Regions from separate parts of the Mus musculus genome. Here region 1 is linked to region 2. The links are chromatin contacts, called in public Hi-C maps. All regions are on one chromosome and are shown on one strand. The core of a region is the stretch at or near the end of the contact, and the rest is flanking DNA. Distances in the headings are between cores, read along the strand shown.

Region 1 (4,573 bases), core at 1,107-3,606, 690 kb before region 2:
GTTAGCTCTCTTGCAAAGGCCTCTCTAGGCTTTCTCTGGTTGGCCTGGGTAAGGGCAGGGCTTGGCAGTGCACTGGAATGTATGCCTCTTGGTCCAGAGAGCTTTGTGTGCTGTTCAGCTGATAGCTTTTCTCCTGTTTTGGTTGTTTGCCTGGTTGTTGTTTGTTTGTTTTGTTTTGCCCTGTTTCTCTTATGCATGTGCGTTTTATTGAATTCAGCAAAGGGTTATGGGATCTTTTAAGTTACTGGAGCTGTTTTTCGGGGGTGGGGAGTCGGGGAGTAGTTCCATTGTTTCCTGAAGCCATTCCCCTTGGCTGCTAACTGCTTCAGTCCTGATAGAGGCCCCATAACCTAGGAATTCTCTTCCTATTCCATAGTTCAGAATCTCCCTACTTGCCTTGCTAGTTCTTTTTTTTTTTTTTTTTGGAAATATAGTCTTTGTCACCTGTTGTCACTGTCTGAAAATAGTTGTTTCATAGATCCCATCTGGCTTTCCCTTGTTTATAGCAGGCAGGTCAGTCTGGTCCCTGTTACTCATTATGTCTAGAAGTGGAAGTCCTGTTCCTTCAATTAAGAAGAGAGCTTTTTACTGTAGTGTATGTTTCATGGTTACAGGGAAGTTGTAAAGATAGCACAGGCTGTTCTGGTATACCCCTCACCCCGTTTCCCCTGGGTTAACATGAGTTCCATGGGACATTTGTCAACACTAAAACATTGATGTTAACATAGTGAATAACACTTTGTTTCAGTTGATTATAAAATAACACAAAAAGACCAAGTCATTTGCCAAAGTGACTGTACCCTTAAGTGGTATGTGTACTAGTATGAATTTGATTTCTGGCCGTATTTCAGCAAAATATGAAAACTAGCTCCATACATCCGTCCTCTAGTCCCCCAGACACGGGCCATCATGCTCTTTTGTGACTGTATGTGACTATGAAGGTTCAATAAAGGCAGTGGGGTGCTCTGGGGGACCTGTCACCCAGTTACTAAGAAAGGGCTTGCTGCCTGTTCCACGTGGACTCTCAGTTTGTTGTCTCCTAAAATGATTTGTGGAATTGGGATTGCATTGTACTTAGTGCACAAATGAGTGATCTTTTGGAGACCCTGATAGTTCCAATGTGTAGTTAGGATCAGGAACACTCTAGTGGTATATAGCATCTTTATTTTAATATAGACACATTAGTGTATTAAAATGTGTTGTTAAGTTTCAGTCATAATAATGGGTACTCTTTTTTTTTTGTGATTTTTATGTGATGGCATCTGTTCATATTTACATACTGTAGTGAGTGTACCTGCACATTGATTTACAGTTTTTTGGCACAAATGACCTTGAACAAGAATGTTTCCAAAGGAGCTGGGCATGGTGGCATACGCCTTTAATCCCAGCACTCGGGAGGCAGAGGCAGGCGGATTTCTGAGCTCGAGGCCAGCCTGGTCTACAAAGTGAGTTCCAGGACAGCCAGGGCTATACAGAGAAACCCTGTCTCGAAAAACCAAAAAAAAAGAATGTTTCCAAAGTATTGAGTTCAAAATGTGTAATCAATTCATATACACAGAGTGAAGAATGAGTTTTAGAGTGCACACTTGGTTAAATTGTGTCACATAGTTATCAAGTGAAGGCTTACTTCCTGGCAAACACAGAAGCCAGTCCTATGACTGCAGCTTTTGCCAAAAGAAAAGGCTTTGTTGCTTGATTGACTGTCAAGAAGAGCAGACACTCTAGGCTCAGGTCTCTCCTCTGTCAGCCAGTGGTGATGGAACATGGAAGGAAGGAGAGGGAATGCTTGGTGGCCAAGTGGCATGGCAGGGGTGCTTGTTTCTCCTCAGCTTTCCTTGTCTTCTCCTGAGGATGTGATCTTGTCAGACAGCCTGGTCGCTTCTCTTCATAGTATCTTTTGAAAAGCTGGTTTCAAACCTTAGAGTCATTAGTGAAAAGCCCTTAGGTATTTCCTGGAAGAAAAAAATCTCACATCTGAGTGTGTCTGGTCTTAGCTGATTTCAGAACCCACAGGTTAACATTCTGTACAGCACTGGTTTAATTCGGCATAAAAAAAGCCTTCACAATTTTTCTGCTTTTATAATTCTGTTCTTACTGACATTTTAGCACTCACTAAAGATAGTCAAAACATGAAAGAAAATTTCTAAGTTATATTTTAAAATACTTTGGGGATTTATTTTTTTACCTACAATAAATTGGCTGGTTTGAAATCAAGTGTTCTAAAATCGAGTTGTCCTACCTCACAAGAAAATCAGTTTTATTACTGATTTTATTTTTACTGTACGATCTCTGGCAGTCATGGCATGTAGCTCTGAATATATATAGTTTCAGATGGTACCTGGAGTCCCCACCAGAGTGTGCCAAAGATGCTTCAGTGGGAAAGTGTTGATGACTTAGACAAGCCTGGACTTGTAGGTCTTTTTAAAGAAGACTTCTGCTGCTGAGAAGTCAGATTTCTGTGTCTTGGCATCTGAGTATTTCTGCGGAGACGTTAGTGAACATCTAATCTCTATTCTTGGGTTACAGTAAGCATGCCAACTAGAGACATCTTTAAGAGTTTTCTGTTTGTTTTGTTTTAAAGATTATTTTGTTTGGGTATTTTCCCTGCAAGTATGTACGTGCCATATGCACACCTAGGGCCTGTGTAGTGAAGAAAAGGGTGCTTGTTTTCTGGAATTGGAATTATAGACGGTTAGGAGGCACCAAGTGGGTGCTGGGACCCTGTAAGAACAAGTGCTCTCTCTTAATGGCTAGCTGAGCCAGTTAGAATTGTCTTCAGTCCACTTTTACTGTTTAGAAACTAAAACTGATCTTTCCTTTTACACAATAGGTATTGATTTTTCTTTACACAGTAAATATATTTCTGAAAACCTAAATAATTTAATGAACTAGATGTACTAGTAATTTTAAAAAAGATTTATTTATTTACTATATATAGTGTGTTCTGCCTACATGTATGCTTGCACACCAAAAGAGGGCCTTACATCTAACTGAAGGTGGTTATAAAATATCACATGGTGTTGCTGAGAATTGAACGGGAATCTGGAGTAACCTCTGAGCCGTCTCTCCAGCCTATGGAACTAGAAATTTTTTAATGAGGTTAAATACCTTATGATTTTTTTATATTAATGATTTTAAAATGACTAAATCAGAAGATATATTTAATATTTGTTATTTAGCATATTACTCTCAAAGCATTAGCTGTTGTTATGTCTGTGTGTTTTGGAAGTTTTGCTTATATTTGATAAGTTTTCAAACAGAGCTTGTATTAGCTGGTTATCTGACAAAATACTGAATAATGACAGCAACTTTCCCCTCCTTTTGTCACAGGTACCTTCACTCAAATAACATAGTTGTGGTTCCAGAAGGTAAGCATACTTATAATTCTTAGTTTGAAAACAGTGTCATTTATATTTTGCTTTATAAAAATTTGATGAGCCCCGGACCCTGTCTTTCTATCTCTAGCTCCTTAAACCTATTTTGGTTGGTAAGTTAGGGAATTTTAATTTAAAGGACTTTCAATTTATTTGCTTTAAAATGTAAGTCCAGCTAAGACAGATTAAATGGAGACATCTAATAAGACAATAAATGGCCAGGAAAATTACTAGACAAACTGCTGTTGGGAAATAGTAAACTAAGTACTTGGTGCAATTAACTAAGAATTTAGTTACATATAAAATAATAGATTCTTTAAAATTCTTATGGGGGGGTGTTGTGGGGAGGGAGTGTGTGGGAAGAGGGTAGCAGAGGACCACTTTGTAACTTGTTCCTCAGATGTCTTTTTTTTGAGGGAAATCTCCCCTGGTCTGGTACTCACCAAGCAGGGTCAACCTAGACCCTCTCTGCGCCCCCAGCTCTGGTTGCAGGCATGTGCTGCTGCGTCCCCAGCTCTGGTTACAGGCATGTGCTGCAGAGCTTTTTAAATGTAGGGTTTTAGGGTCTGGGCTCAGGTTTCCTTGCTGGCAAGACAAGCACTTAAGCAGCTGAGCCACTTCCCAGACCCTGCTCTTAGTGATGCCATCTGAGGTGGGCTCCTGTGTCTCCCTGCTGGCTTCAAACTACTCTCCTGCTTCAGCCTCCCAGGACCACCCCAGCTGGGTTCATCTTCAAATTCTTTATTTAGTCGCACATTCCCCCATTGTGTTAATGTTTTTACTTGTTCTTAAGTTAATTTTATCTCAAGAGATGCTTTCCACTTTAATAACTTCATTTTCAAGTCCTGTGAGTGAAAGACAGAGTCAAGAGCGAAGCGTTCGCCTAGGAACACTGAGTCACACTCATTCTGCTTCTCCCTTCCTTTTCTCCCTGAAGCCATCGGGTCCCTCGTGAAACTCCAGTGTCTGGATCTCAGTGACAATGCCTTAGAGATCGTTTGCCCAGAAATCGGTGGTCTGAGAGCGTTGCGTCATCTTCGATTAGCTAATAACCAGCTACAGTTCCTACCTCCAGGTAACCCTGACTGTATAGTTTCTGTGTGTCCGGAATCTGTTTTCAGTACCGTGCACACCAGCAGCTGGTGTTAGATGTATTTACAAGTATCTGTTTAAGGATGGAACGAAGGACTGTAGGTGAA
Region 2 (5,214 bases), core at 1,885-4,384:
TGAACCCCAGTGAATTCATTAGCTAAGTGCTTCAAAGGTTCATGGTAACCCCCAACTTCCTGTTCGTCCTGCTTTGAGGTGGGATGGAGGACATAAGGGTGGGGCCCCTGTGACAGCATTAGCAGCTTTATGAGAAAAGGAGGAGGGGCTTAAGTTAGCATGCTTGCTGCATACTGCCATGTGACTCTGTGTTGTACTGTAGCAAGAAGTCCCTTGCCAGATGTCAATACCACATGCTTGGATTCCCAACTCCCAGCACTTTAACCCCAAATGAGCGCTACTATTTACAAAGTTACCTGGTCTAGGGCAGTTGTGTTACCACAACAGAAAAGAGAATTAAAGGGATTGGCAAGGAAGTGAGCTAACCAGCCCCTAGAATATATTCTTGCCTCAAGGGAAGAGGAATGCTCAAATGTAAGGGTGATCAGAATATGGTCTTGATAGAAGGTGGATGACAGTCTGCCCTCAGTAGACATCCTGATGTGAGTGGCCACAGGAAACTGAGGAAGTGGTACATGCTGGCAAAGGCTACCACTGACATACCACTCCTAGAAAGCTCTTTTAAGGGCTGCATTGCCGGGGAGCTATAGGACCCTGTGCCAAAGTGAAGTTGGGGTGACCTGTCTGTTTGGCAGAAGGCTCGCTAGCTCTCTCATGTCCTGGTCTGCTAGCAGGCAGGTGGAGACCTGAGGGGGCGTGGCCACATCTGCATCACTGCCCATGCCCTCTTGCCTGTGATGCTGCAGGAAGAGATGCTGGGTAACGCTCCCATGAAGCTTCAGATTGAAGGGAGTAATCACTGCGCCAATGTCCATTGCTACTCCAGGCCCCTCTGCAGCCAGCATTGTCAGCACGGAGTCTGATATGATATGGGGAACAATCTTGGCTGCCGGCTTCATACAGAGCATGGCTCTAAAGAATCATTCTTTGAATACTCCAACATGGTAGCTTACCATGTTCTCAGTAGACACAAGAAGCCCAAGCAGTTGGAGGTTCTGAGCAGCCCCCACAGTATGAGAACAGGGCACAAAAGATTGTTTCAGGCTATGAAACTCACCCCCACCCTGCTCACTCTAAACATCAATGCACCCATTCCAAGTGCTGATGGAAGAGATGGCTGTGAGCCAAGCTTCCACAGGCCACTGCTCCAATTCCACCATGTAGTGAGCGGCTTGTCTGTGCCTTCCCTTGAAAATTCCAGCCTTGGAATTTCTGCTGACATCCAGGCCTCTGGGACAACCACGTTCATTTCAGTGGCCTTTGCTTCCTTATTGTATAGTTTAAAAGCTGGTACCCAGTTTTCCCATAGGCAGAGGGGCTGTGGATTCGAAACTAGAGCAAAGCTTTTCCCACTAAACTGAGAAGACTCTCCTGGACTGTTAGCTCCTCGGTTACACAGAACTACGCAATTTTCCACAAGGGAACACACATTCAGTTGATGCTGCCACCCCATACCAGAAAACATACACACCAGCGGGGTCTCAGGAGAAGCAGACACCAAGTCCTCCTCACCTGACCAAGGGCAAGCAGCTTCCTTTGAAGACCAGATAGGGACTGGGGAGACAGCTCAGCCATTAAAGTGCCTGACAGCAAGGGTGAGGAGCTGATGTCTGTCCTCGGCATCTACATAAAAAAGCTAGGCGTGGGGACCTGCGTTTGCCATCTGAGTGCTGGCAGTTAAAGGTAGGCAGATCCCTAGGGATCACTGGCCACAGCCTGCTAGCTTAACGCACGCAGCACGCACGGTGTGAGCTCCAGGTCAACGACTCTATTTAAAAAAACCAATGTGAGCCAGGCAGTGGTGATGCATGCCTTTAATCTCAGCACTCAGGAGGCAGAGGCAGACAAATATTTGTGAGTTCAAAGCCAGCCTGGCAGCCTGGTCTAGAGAGTGAGTTCCAGAACACACACACACACACACACACACACACACACACACACACACACACACACACACATGTTCATTTACCCACAGACAGTGAACAGGAAAGGCAAGGAACCTTCCTAGTGTCAGAGTACTAAGGCCCAGTGAGTAGGTGGACTCTGCTCCGATGAGAGGCGAGCACTGCTCTCTTGGCTAGCACTAGAGTGTTGCACAAGGTCACCTGAAAGAATCAGGGTAGAGAAAAGGCATTTATCCGTGCCAGCCCCCATCCCAGGCTCAGGCAGACGGACTGGCACAGCCTTTGTCAGCTCCGGCTCACAGTGCTCCACTTCCAACTGTCCAAACTAGACTTCCTGGTCACGCCTGTATAAGCTTGGGGATAAGCAGAGCATCTTAACTGAGAAAACAGTTGACTAACACAAACATATCTCAGAGGGTGCCCGTGGAGGCCACCCGCATGGCACCCATTCTTCACAGTGCCTTCCCTGAAGGTGACTTCTAGGTTCTATAAGGTCCACCAGACAAGTATCTATAGCTGAAGGCAGGCTAGACACGAACAGATCCTTGTGTGTAACTTTCTTCGGATGTTGGTACAGAGTTGGAGGAGGAGTCTATGACAGGGAGGTGCAGAGATCAATTCCAAACCTACCAGAGGGAAGCGTCTGAGGCCCATGGTCACTCCCGAGATCAAGCAGGGGAGGGAATAGGTTGTAATCAGAATGGTTGTCAAACAACAGCATACCGGCCACATAGTTCCCAAAAGATAAGGGAGTCCAGCTGCCTAGCGCACCTCCATAGCATCTGTCTTAGGCCCAACTACTGGGCTGGACAGAAATGGCTACAATTTAACACTGCTTTCAGTTCAATAGCTCAGCAAATGCTTGTGGGTAGGGAGAGCTGTGTTTTAAAGGCAAGGTTTTATTGCTTTCATGAAGGTGCCTCATGGATAACAAGAATGCTCAGGAGAAAGATAGGGACAGGAATAGAGTTCTACACCCACACATGCACAAACACAGAAACTCATCTTACCCCAGATGCAAAGCCCACTGTTTATATGAAACACCCCCAGACACAGGTGTTGTGACTCTGCCTGGGGACCCAATTAGGAAGCCATCATTCTGTCTCCCAGCAGCCAGGAGACAAGAATGGTCCACGAGGGAGGAAGAGGGGGATTAGTAACATAGCAAGGTAGGCCTTGGAAGGCAGCCACCCTTTCCTCCGGGTGCTGAAAACTGTTGGCACCAGAAGGAACTGTGTTGTTGGAAACCCTTCCCAACGGAATGCAGACTGAACGCCCGCACATCCCAGGGTACAAATAACCCCAAACAGTCTTTAAAACAAGCACTGGGGGCTGGGGTGTAATTGAAGTACCTCTGTATGAAGCAATGGTTTGCCTCGTTATTTCCAGGGCTTTGTCATGCTATGGCACTCGATGCTTTAAGTTTTGAACTCATGCCATTTATCAAAGACAATGAAATCCTCAAGGCACGTCTACTTATCACTAGATAATTCAATGGAAAGTTTAATTGAGGCTTTGGAGATATGGCTCTTGGCAGTGACCCTCGTGTCTCACTCTTTGGCTTATTCTTATTTCATTAAAGGCCATTTCTCTGTGTGCCAAAGGTTCTTATGTCATAAACCAGCAGCCACTGGAACTCCCCAGACAATAATCACCTTCTTACAGCAACACCAGGCACTTCTCATACACAGGGCCCTGCAGGGATGTGGGAGGAAGAGGCGAGCCATTACTGTTGGTAGTATGGTCCTATCTCCTTAGACCACCTGTGAGCAAGCCACTTTTGCCCTGGCTTTGTAAACCTATGTCTTACTGGGATTTAAAAGGCTCTCTCTGGGACAATTGTCACACTGTCCTTTCCCAGCATGCCCAGGGTTGTCTTAGGGCTGGAGGCAGTTCTGCATCATTTGCTTAGCTGGCCAGCTGCACGGGCTCTTCCTGAACTCATGGAATCTCATCCAAAAAGGTCTCCTATTGTCTGCTGCTTCCTTCTGAACCATGCAGGCACGCTTCCTGGCCTGGGATTCCTCCCTGATGGCATGATGTCATCTTACAGCCATCCTGGGGAGTGACCTCTCCTCGGTCCTCATCACTTTCCTGCCTTTGAGCCTAATCAGGGCTGAGCACAGATGCAGAATAAACCCCTGGCCCACTTCTCTTTCTCCGTCTCCATGCCTAAGTCCCAAGCCTTCACCTTACTTAGGAATTAGACTTATTCTACAACTTACTAGATTCACAAAATGAATAGGGGTGACCCTGGCCTCACTTGGATTCTCTTAAGAGTGTACAGATGAAGTAATGAAACTTTATGTTCTATGCTGGAAAGATAGAAGAACTGGGTAGGGCTGGGGTACCTGGCCCGTGGCAGCTCCAGATTCATTATAAATCTCAGGATATGGAGCTTTCTCAGGAGAGCCAACAAAAACTGGCCCGGTTTTAGAAAGCAATCCACCTCCCTGGGACCGTTGGCTCCTAAGGGAGTCACAGCAGACAGAGGCTGACTGCTTTTGTGGCCACTTCTACCCTCAAAGTCTCATTCCTTTCCCCAAAGTGAGATGAGGCTAAAGGCCTGGTGTGGACTCAGCTCTGGATGTCTGAGGGCTAAACAGTGACTTGAGACCTATATTCATGTACTGTACTGCCAGACTACCCAGTCATACATCATCCAACAAGGTCTAAACATCATCCAACAAGCCAACTTCCTTCTGAAAATAGACCTGTGTGTGTGTGGGGGGAGGTATTGGGTAATGTCTACCTTTCCCCACTGTTTCTCAGCACTGAAGGTTTCACCTCAGCAAGTCATGGGCTGCCCCTGCTCAGTTCTTCTTTGTAAACTGTACAAGTCATCTGCCCCCAACACAAGCCTGTTTCCTGAGTAATAGGAAGGACTTGGCCCATAAATCCACATAGACAATGTGCCCGTGTCTGATCCCACTAACTCCTCATGGCAGTGTTTGAGGTAGAGACACCAGGTTAGGGACATTTTAAGAACTGTTAAACTAATTAACTGCCCAAGGTTTCAGAGCAGAGGACTACTCATGTCCCACAAATGGAAGAGAACACTCTTAAGCCTCGTGGCACACTATCTACTTTTCTTTAGCAAAGGGAAGATGTTTAGATTATTTTTCTCATTCCTGTGAGCAAATACCTGAGAAGAAGTAATTTCAGGGAGGGAGAGAGGGTGGTTTATTGTGGCTTGCAGTTCTAGGTGATCATTCCATGTGAGGGCAGACATGGCAGCAGGCAGGGATGGTAGGCTTCCTCTCACTGTTTAATGCAGTCTAGGAACAGAGCCTAGGGCATGGTGCTGCCC

What was found. A called contact is a pair of places that touch in the nucleus more often than the background predicts.
Region 1: a Hi-C map of cortical neurons shows a contact between it and region 2, with 5 times the contacts expected there. The contact joins two enhancer-like sites. A contact is called at or near these places in 3 of 484 Hi-C or Micro-C datasets (cortical neurons and embryonic fibroblasts).

What each region holds. Positions count from the first base shown.
Region 1 is chr7:67,617,869-67,622,441 of GRCm38.p6, reverse strand. It overlaps Lrrc28 (leucine rich repeat containing 28), which reads left to right. Exons shown (of 10, transcript NM_175124.5): 4 at 3,331-3,368; 5 at 4,312-4,449. Among named protein-coding and RNA genes, the nearest start is that of Lrrc28, 25 kb to the left of the region's middle. Within about 2 kb of position 2,356, at least 37 of the 459 cell types and tissues checked have an H3K27ac peak or open chromatin away from gene starts, as enhancers often do. A contact at or near this core is called in cortical neurons, where this site is marked.
Region 2 is chr7:66,932,136-66,937,349 of GRCm38.p6, reverse strand. The region is part of intron 7 of Adamts17 (a disintegrin-like and metallopeptidase (reprolysin type) with thrombospondin type 1 motif, 17); the gene reads right to left. Among named protein-coding and RNA genes, the nearest start is that of Gm33627, 95 kb to the right of the region's middle. Within about 2 kb of position 3,134, at least 26 of the 459 cell types and tissues checked have an H3K27ac peak or open chromatin away from gene starts, as enhancers often do. A contact at or near this core is called in cortical neurons, where this site is marked.